Linked DNA regions of Mus musculus: region 2 is linked to region 1. The links are chromatin contacts, called in public Micro-C maps. All regions are on one chromosome and are shown on one strand. Each heading gives the region's core, a stretch centred on a gene start, on an enhancer-like site or on the middle of the called end of the contact. The rest is flanking DNA. Distances are from core to core; before and after follow the strand shown.

The links. A called contact is a pair of places that touch in the nucleus more often than the background predicts.
Region 2: a contact with region 1 is called in a Micro-C map of granulosa cells, with 2.4 times the contacts expected there. The contact joins the promoter of Zfp142 here to the enhancer-like site in region 1. A contact is called at or near these places in 6 of 39 promoter capture datasets (the HPC-7 cell line, cranial neural crest, frontonasal cranial neural crest and 3 more), 35 of 484 Hi-C or Micro-C datasets (the AML12 cell line, B cells, the Ba/F3 cell line and 23 more), 8 of 115 datasets of contacts at active chromatin or transcription factors (the 230-238 cell line, astrocytes, bone marrow-derived dendritic cells and 3 more) and 4 of 9 other capture datasets (adipose tissue, embryonic stem cells, liver and 1 more).

The regions. Positions count from the first base shown.
Region 1 is chr1:74,450,256-74,454,954 of GRCm38.p6, forward strand. Usp37 (ubiquitin specific peptidase 37) reads right to left here. Exons shown (of 24, transcript NM_001310662.1): 18 at 3,573-3,828; 19 at 2,432-2,598; 20 at 240-300. Among named protein-coding and RNA genes, the nearest start is that of Vil1, 43 kb to the left of the region's middle. Within about 2 kb of position 2,521, at least 51 of the 459 cell types and tissues checked have an H3K27ac peak or open chromatin away from gene starts, as enhancers often do. A contact at or near this core is called in adipose tissue, bone marrow-derived macrophages, granulosa cells and 2 more, where this site is marked.
Region 2 is chr1:74,586,220-74,590,918 of GRCm38.p6, forward strand. It overlaps Zfp142 (zinc finger protein 142), which reads right to left and starts at 1,809. Exons shown (of 9, transcript NM_001310668.1): 1 at 1,345-1,809. It overlaps Bcs1l (BCS1-like (yeast)), which reads left to right and starts at 2,070. Exons shown (of 8, transcript NM_001305652.1): 1 at 2,070-2,174; 2 at 3,267-3,659; 3 at 3,741-3,880; 4 at 4,046-4,240; 5 at 4,452-4,515. The coding sequence starts at 3,340.

The DNA.
Region 1 (4,699 bases), core at 1,271-3,770:
TTGGCAGTGTACTCAGCAAACATAGGCCCTGCATATGATCTCCACTATTGCAGCACTGCATACTTGTGATCTTAGCACTCAGGAGGATCAGTTTAAGGCCATCATTGGCTACAGAGAGTTCCAAAGACACCGTAAAAGAGACTAAATGAGACTTTGCCTAAAAAAAAAATGTTTAAAATGTTCTTCTATGTATTAATGTACTTTTCCATTTAAAAATATAATTGAAATCCTCCCCATACCTTGAAGACTTAATTCTGTAGCCCTTTTGAGGTCGTCATCTTCCTTCTGTTCCCAAGCCTCCTACAGAGAGAAGAACAGGAACAAGTGTTTAAAGAGGCACAGCACGCTGCTCTGAGAGCACTTGCTTGCCATGCCTTCCCTAGCTTTACAGCTATCTGGACTCTGACCTATGTGGAATAGAAGCTTGTTTCTTTTCAACACTGTCCTCTTAAAACATAACGTTGGGGTTTTTATTTCCTCTGGTCAATAACATTGTCAAGTCATTCAATGTGACTGTATGGCGTATTTTTTTTTTTAAATATAAAAAAATGCCAGGCACAGTGCTGCAGAAATGGCTCAGCAGTTAAGAGCACTGACGTCTAGAGATCCTGAGTTCAATTCCCAGCACCCACATGGTGGCTCACAACCCTCGGAAATGGGATCTCTTCTGGTCTGAAAACAGCAGCAGTGTAATCATTCACACCTAGCAAACTACTTACTTTCTTTTCCCTGGACTTAGCATTTATCACCCTTTATGGTACAGATGTAAACACTGCTACACTGCAGATTTCAGACAACCTACAGTGAATATACTTATTCTTTTTCAATAACTACTTATAAGTAGTGTAGAACACAACTGGCTCTCCTGAGCGGATGATGAACACTTCCATCCAGGAGACACTCATACCCTGTGTGTGACAGCAGAATGAGCAGTATCCCTACAGGTTACCGAGCCATCTATTTCTACTTTATTCTAACTAAAGAAACCAGATCCACAAGACAGGTTTGGCAGCAATACTAAATGAAGACCCTTGACTGTCATTTTTCTGAAACAGCAAAGGTATTCTTAGGAAAAAATATAAGTAGGCTGGGCAGTGGTAGCACACACCTTTAATCCCAAGCATTTGGGAGGCGGAGGCAGGCAAATCTCTGGGTTCAAGGTCAACCTGGTCTACAGAGCATGTTCTAGGACAGACAGGTCTACACAGAGAAACCCTGTCTCAAACAAAACAAAATAAGAAAAAAAATGTAAATAAAAATGTTTGAGCCGGGCAGTGGTGGTGTATGCCTTTAATCCTAGCACTTGGGAGGCAGAGGCAGGAGGATTTCTGAGTTCAAGGCCAGCCTGGTCTACATAGTGAGTTCCAGGACAGCTAGGGCTGTACAGAGAAACCCTGTCTCGAAAAACCAAAAAACAGGAAAAAAATAAAATGTTTAACTGCCTTTATGACTGGGGACAAAGTTCAGTAGTAAAATCCTTGTATAAGGACCTGGGTCCCATCTCCAGCGTCACATACATGTATCTTATTACACTGTAAGTAGAAAAGCACTGCTTATAAATAAAAGGTTAGAAGAACCGATTGAGATTGTAAAGGAGCTCTTCTCAATCTTAGTTGTTCATTAGAATCACCAGGGAAGACTTTTAAAATCTAGATTAAAAGAAAGAGAAATCCAGATGCCCAGTCCATATCCAAGGTTTATCCTTTAAAGATTTATCAGTATTAGGACAATTCAGGCATCAGTATTTTTGGAGCACCTCAGGTAACTTTAAAACATAATCAAGATTGAAAAGCACTGGTCTGCCAGGTGGCTGGGGTGCTCACCTTTACCACCAGCCCTGGGAGGCAGAGGCAGGCCAATCTCTCTGAGTTCAAAGGCAGCCTAGTCTACAGAGATAGTTCCAGGACAGTGAGAACTACATGAAGAAACTCTTTCTTGAAAAACAAAACGACAAAAAAGCAAAACAAACAGACAAAATAAGGGTCCAATCACCAGAATTTAAAAATTATTAGATTTTAGATATTTGTGGTCAAATAATTTATAGTAAAAGAAATATTGTAAAAAAAATAACCAGGGCTGAAGAGATGGCTCACAACCAGAAAATAACCAAACAATAATCTACCACTCATAAAATCATGGTGAGGTACTTGTTGACAGCTTGCAGAATAAAGCTAATGGAATAATCTTTAACATCCCTATAGCATATAACATGGCCAACAATATTTTATTCCATTTTAATAATAAAAACCCTACTAATTTAATAACTGTTCCAGTCCAAACAAGCCCAAATAATTTTTTTCCAATAACTAATTGTATGTAGCTATCTAGGAGCAATGAATGACTAACACACAGTAAATGATTAACACGCCAGTCTTTGTGATTCCACTCCTGGAAGCATGGAAGCAGCAGCAACAGGAAGAAAGTGTCTTACTTGCTCTTGAAGGCTCTGAGCCAGTGCTTGCTGCAGCTCCTGCTCTTCTCTTTCCCGGTCTACGTCATACTGCTGGAGCCAATCAACCTCTCCCTGAGAGCCTTCTGGAGTTTTGTTTTCTTTATTCTCATCACAGTCTTTTGTTATCTCAGTAAAACTAGCAGGACCTGAAAAGCAAAACATTATTTTGGAGAAACCCTGAACTTTGTGGACTCTAGTGACACCTACTGTTAAGAAAGAGTAATTTACCTTGCCCTCATTAACACTATAGGTTAGGGTCTAATGTAGCTCAGGCAGGCCTAGAACTTTCTAAGTATCTGAGGATGGCCGAGACTTTGACCTCCCATCTACACTTCCTTGATGGGATTACTGTACACACCATCATGCTTGGTTTGGGGATGCTGGGTTTTGTGCATGGTGGGCACACAGCTACTAAACAAGCTACCAAGCTACTATACTCCCAGTTGTACTTAGAATTTTTTGGGACAAATAATTTCATCTTACCACATCTATATCAGGGTTTCTCAGGCTCAGTATCATTAATAATTTGCATGAGGTGCCGATGAGGCCTTTTGGGGAGTGGGAAATGGAGAAGTGTGTATGCTGTAAATTTTAGCAGAATTCCCCAGACTCTCTGAGATAGGAGAGCCACCTTACAGGAATTAAAGATCCCTTTCATCTATGGAAATGGAAGTGGCTCATGCCAGAAGTAGTCCATGTCTCTCTATTTGTGACGACCATTCCAGGGCAGCAGAGAATGCCCTTGATTTAGAAGCACTGACCCACAGAATGGTTCTGAAAACAAAGAATGACTATGACCAAGTGATATGCATTATAGAGTGACTAACAAGAGCAGGGGAATACATTGCATTAAGAGGAAATAAATACCTCAGAAGAACACCATCAGCTTTTTGGGTTTTGTTATCCTGAGGATACACTAATTATTATTTTACTTGCATATAAAGTAATTTGAAATTAAGACGCTCTGACTCCACAAAAATCTAGAAAATAATTTTGCGATATCGCTCTATGACTTCCATGTCCAAATGTGAGGGCTTTAGGATAACTTAGAAGCTGCATGTCAGTAAAGGCTCTGGAACACATGTTTTGTGTAACAGATACTTATCTTGGTGAACCTTACCTGGCTCAGTGATTGTTTTGGACTTCTCAATTTCCATAGCATCTGGATTTTCAGGCATTTCTGGAATATCATCTTCTGCAAAGCCGGTGTCCGGACTGCTGGTTGGCTTATCATCATCTTCAGGGCTAAGTACCGGCGAAGCTTCTCTCCTGCTTATCTCTAACACAGCTGCCAGCACCTCTTCCTCACTCATTCTGTCAAATCCTGAGTTCTCCAGTTCTGCCTTCCCAGGCTCTAATCTGCACAATTTCAAATCCTGAAGAAGAGCATTACTTTTACAAGAAGGCAAAATGTCCATTAATATACCCAATGTCTACCAATATGAATGTCAATCAATCAATATAGCTAATGCTCAACACTATATCTAATATACTCTAGAGTTTAAAGTGGGAACTGGGAGGCTAGAAAGATGGCTACACACACAATTTAAAAATAAGAGTGTGGAACTGAATTTGTGTGCTACCATGTCTGGCTTCTGTGGTGCTGTTGCTCACACCCATAGCTTCATGTACTAGGCAAGCACTTTACCAACTGAGCTACAACTCCAAACTGAACAGTTTTGCTTGATTACAACAGTGCCAAGTATACCCTTTAAAGAAATGTGGAAGGTAAACACTGCTAAAATAAAGTTACTCAAAACAATAAGTTAACTGGGTGTGGTGGTGCATGCCTGTAATTCTAGCACTTAGAAGGCAGAGGCAAGAAAACTGTTGTAAGTTCTAGGCCAGCTTGGGCTATAACATGAAATCCTGTCTCAAAAAAGCCCAAAAATCAAAAGATTAGTCAAAGGTAATAAGTACTAGATATACATGGATTATACTGTAAACATTCTTTTTATTATCCTAAATATTCTATTTTAAATGCTGGCTGGCAGAGTCAGATTATATAGCTCTGACTGGCCTGGAACTACTATATGAACCAGACTCACAGATAGCCACCTGTTTCTGCCTCCTAAGTACTGGGACATCACCTAGTAATATTGTCTAGTCTTAAATGAGAAAAATGAAAACTACACAAGATTATATAAATCATAAAAATATATGGAGTTCCTTTTATTCTAGGAGAATTTCTAGTATTCTTTCATATTCCAGGGAAGCAATTAGAACCCTTCAGCTCTCCACTAAATG
Region 2 (4,699 bases), core at 559-3,058, 140 kb after region 1:
TCAGATACTCCTTAAGAAAACAAACATTTCTGCTATGAGTGTGTCCTAACATTCTTAATTTTCTCTTTTCTGTTGTCCTGAAAGCCTTTGTATGTAGTTCTGTCAGAAACCACACTGTGCTGTTGTTTCTCTATCAATCTCCCTTCCTAGATGTATAGTTCAGCTGTCCAGAAAATGGTGGTGGACTCCCTGAAGCTGGGGTGCTTGTCAGACACCTGATTTGGGGGGCTGAAAACTGAACTCAGGCTCTCAGAAAGAGCAGCATTTACTCTTAACCACTGAGCCATTTCTCTAGTCTCACACTTTTTAAAAAATGTGTTGTTAGGGATCAAACCCAGGGCTTTGTGCATGCCAGGCAAGCACTGTACAAATGATCTATCCCAATACTGAATGTGGAGCTTTGAGGAGTTTATTGGCATTTTTCACTTCACTGGACCCTAAGCATCAACAAGCTAGGTAAGTTAGACAAAATGGAAATTCTAGTGGACCAGCTGAGTTGCAGTAAACCCAGATCTTTTAAACTAAGGTATCAAGCCAGTGGTTCCTCAAATACAAGGTAAATTTCCAATTCACTAACTTACTAAAGCCTCCAGTGGGAACACAACTGAGAAACAAAGGTATTAAACTGCATGTCCTGTTCAACTCGACTGAAATAAATGAGATAATCTTTTTAAACTTCCAGGACTCAGGAGGCAAAGGCAGGCAGGTATCTGTGAATTTGAGGCCAGCCTGGTCTACATAGTGAGTTCCAGGACAGAGCTAAACAGTGAGGCCCTGTTTCAAACAAAACTGGGTCACTGAGTATGTGCCAGGTGAGAGTGGCTAGTTCTCATTCTACAGAATCCCTCCACGTAAAAACAGCACGAGGGCTGTAGGGATGGCGCAGTGATGAAGAGCACTGACTGCTCTTCCAGAGGTCCTGGGTTCAATTCCCAGCAACCACATGGTGGCTCGCAACTATCTGTTAATAGGATCCGATGCCCTTTCTCCTGTGTCTGAAGAAAGCAACCGTGTACTCACATACATAAAATAAACAAATATGTCTTTAAAAAGCATAACAGCAGGAACAGACAGCAATTCAAGAAGGAGGCAGGGAAGTGCACTTCCGTGGTCAGCGAGGCTTTTTGGAAATCACAGCCCCCACGGACTACTAATTATTGCTGCTCTAGGCGGTCTTCCAGCCCATCACATGGCCTCAGGAAGATGCGGGGGAGGAGGTAGGAGAGAGCCAGAAAGAAGTAACGTGCTTTTGAGACTGGAGAAGCAAGGGATACCGAAGCCTGGGGAACAAGGCAACCCTGCGTAGGCACCTCAGTTCCCACGCGCCTCTGGGCTTTGACTCACCGTGTAGCCTTGAGTCGATGCACTTGCCTCGCTTCTCAGGACCTCAGCTTTCCTGTCTGTAAAGTGGAGGCGGCGGCGACGACAGCTTTTACACTGTGGGGCGACAGCCAAGTCACGAGATACAGCGGAGGAGAAAGGCGTTTTGGAACCTGCAAGGCTTGGGATGATGCATCGTCACGGTTCTGGTCCTGAGGAGAGGCAGCGGATACCCGGGCGGGGCCCGGAGCTGTGACGCGACTGAGACGCCCGAGTCCAGCAGAGATGCGCCCGCGCCCCTCTCACCGGCGCGCTCCCCGCAGCACCTCCTCCCGCGGGCTCCACCTCCAGGGCCCACTCAAGCTGGAGCTAGAGAAACTTTTACCTTCAGCTCACAGCGCCCGCACTTCCCCTGGTTCCCGCCGACAGCCGCTCTCTCACCTCCTACCCGTGGGCTGGCGGGAGCTGCATCTCTATGGTCCGACTGGGACTGGAGTGGCTCCTCGGGGGCCTTTGATGTGGCCGCCCCCGGCCCAGGCGCCTCTAGGAATCTGACGTGTGGCAGCCACTCTGTCTCTCTTCAAGGCCCGTGCTACTCTATGGTTTCCCCTCTATGTCCTTGAGTACCCCCCTTCTGAAGCCCCAAAGCGGAACCATCGAGAATTGCAGGGAAGAGTGGCAAGGACTCCGTGGTGGGTGTGGCCGGAAGTAGATGCAGCAGTCCGGGGCGGGACTAGCGGCGCTGCCTCTTCGTAGGCCCGGCGAAACCATCGAGTGTGAGGGCCAGAGAGTCATGGAGGGAAGGGGGCGGAGTGACAGATTTCTCTCTCCCACGTTCCTGGAAGCGCGAGCAGGTCTGTGTATAGGGTGTCCGGGAGTCAGCTGCTGTGTGTCAGGGTTCGGGAGCCGGGGGCCAGGAGATCTTCGTCAGCGGCTCTCCATGCAAAGGTGCTTTGGAATTCTGGATCACAGCTCCGAGCCTTAGCGGAGGTCACGGCTGTCAATTCACCAGTGGGCCGGTGTGCCAGGCAGAGGAGTGGCAGTGGAGAAGTGTTGCAAGGAGAGGTGTTCTGGAAATAATTGCCATTTTGTCCCCTTAGGCATTGTCTTAAGTTAGGCTTAGTCACATCTTAATTGGGTTGAATTTGAAAAAGGCTCCAAAAAAAAAAAAAAAGAAAAAGAAAAAGGCTCCGTGGAAGAAGTAGACTATATGATCTCAATGAAAAAGAATGCCTAGAATAAAGGGGTGGGGGTCATTCGGTACCAACAGAACTGAGAGAGCTAGAAGTAGGTAGTGATTTGCTAGTAAAGGTACGCATTCTAATGTAGGCATCCCTGCGTATCCGGCTGTGGTATTTGAACCCAATGGGAGCAAGGCACCAAGGGTGCTGGAATACAAGTGACAGAATTGTAGCGTGTCTGGGATTGGTGGGTTTGGATGATGCAGGTGCTGAAGGTCCATTCAAATATCACCTCAAGAACCAAAATAACTTGCAAGAAATAGTTTAGGTGAGAAGTAATAAATGTCTGTACAGGACATTAGGAACGGGGTGTAAGGGAGAGGATATTTGAAAGACATTTCTGATGGTAAGGCATGTGGTCATTGACAGAGCAATGGAAAAATCACCTTTGCCGATTCCATTCAGTGGGGACCCTTCTGTCTAGCTCTTGCCAGGGACCAGAGTCTTGCCTTTCTAGTATCCTGATGTGGAGCTGGGTACATTGCTTTTTGGAATTGAGAAACTCTCCAAAATGGCCTTCTGGCAAAAGGTCTAACTGAAGAGCAAAATGGATTGAAGAGCCTGGGGTGTTTGCTGTGGCATTCCAACACCATTCCTACTCCACTGAAACACAGTCCTGCTGACCTGTCCATCTTGCTTCTGTGGGAGGGAGCGGAGCAAGATTGACTGGTCTAGTTTCTATACTAGTCTTATGCTTTCTTCCAGTTCTGCTACAATCCATCCCTCGGTTTTGACAGTGCCTCAGAGCCTATAAGCATCTGTGCTGCTTCTTTTCAAGATGCCATTTTCAGACTTTGTTCTGGCCCTTAAAGACAATCCCTACTTTGGGGCTGGATTTGGGCTGGTAGGTGTGGGTACGGCTCTGGCTATGGCCCGGAAAGGAGCCCAGTTGGGTCTAGTGGCATTCCGGCGCCATTACATGATCACACTGGAAGTCCCTGCCAGAGACAGAAGCTATGCCTGGTTGCTTAGCTGGCTTACCCGACACAGCACCCGCACTCAGCACCTCAGTGTTGAAACCTCATACCTTCAGCATGAAAGTGGCCGGATCTCCACCAAGTTTGAATTTATCCCCAGCCCTGGAAACCACTTCATTTGGTAAGATAGGAAACTAGGTAGGGCTCTGAGGAGAGGGTGGATCGATGGAGGAAATTGGGTCACTTTGACAATTTTATTCAGGTATCAGGGAAAATGGATCCGGGTAGAACGAAACCGAGACATGCAGATGGTAGACTTGCAAACAGGGACTCCTTGGGAATCTGTCACCTTCACGGCCCTGGGCACTGACCGAAAGGTTTTCTTCAACATCCTGGAAGAAGGTATGAGATGGGACAGGCAGGCTATCAAAGTGGGGAGGTTGGGCATCTGCTGCTTGGAGAGGAGGAATAAGGATCCGAGTCCTTGGGAGAAGGGTACCAGGTCAGAGCTCTACCTGACTGAAGCATCAGCATGATCAAGGGACTGTTTTACTTCCTTGCTCCCAGCTCGAGCACTGGCCCTGCAGCAGGAGGAAGGGAAGACTGTGATGTACACAGCTGTGGGGTCTGAATGGCGTACCTTTGGTTATCCGCGCCGACGTCGGCCACTGGATTCTGTAGTCCTACAGCAGGGTCTGGCTGACCGAATTGTCAAAGATATCCGGGAATTTATTGATAACCCCAAGTGGTACATTGACAGAGGTAAGCAGCAGCTGGAATCTAGCCGAGTTTGTAGCCAGGTGAAGTTACAGGAAATTCTAGCTCAGGTGAAAGGGAAAGAAAGCTCGTCTATGAGAATATCTTTTCTGCCTCTAGGACCACTAGCAGGGAATGGAGCTGAGGGTAGATGTGGACACCTGGGCCAGAGTACATGATTCACTGTAGGTCTTGTTTATCCTGGTTATATCCCTAGGCATTCCCTACAGACGTGGCTACCTTCTTTATGGGCCCCCTGGTTGTGGAAAGAGCAGTTTTATGTGAGTAGTCAAATTTTCTTGACTTTGAGTAACAGCCTTTGCAGAAAAACTGGGCTGAAATTATTAGAAGAGGAATGAATCTGGGAAGCAAGGATCAGGATAAACATGAGATCCATAGATATATATCAAGTGAGTGGTATAGGAAACAGGCCTTTGCAGCCTACCTCCTAGGACTCCCGAAGTC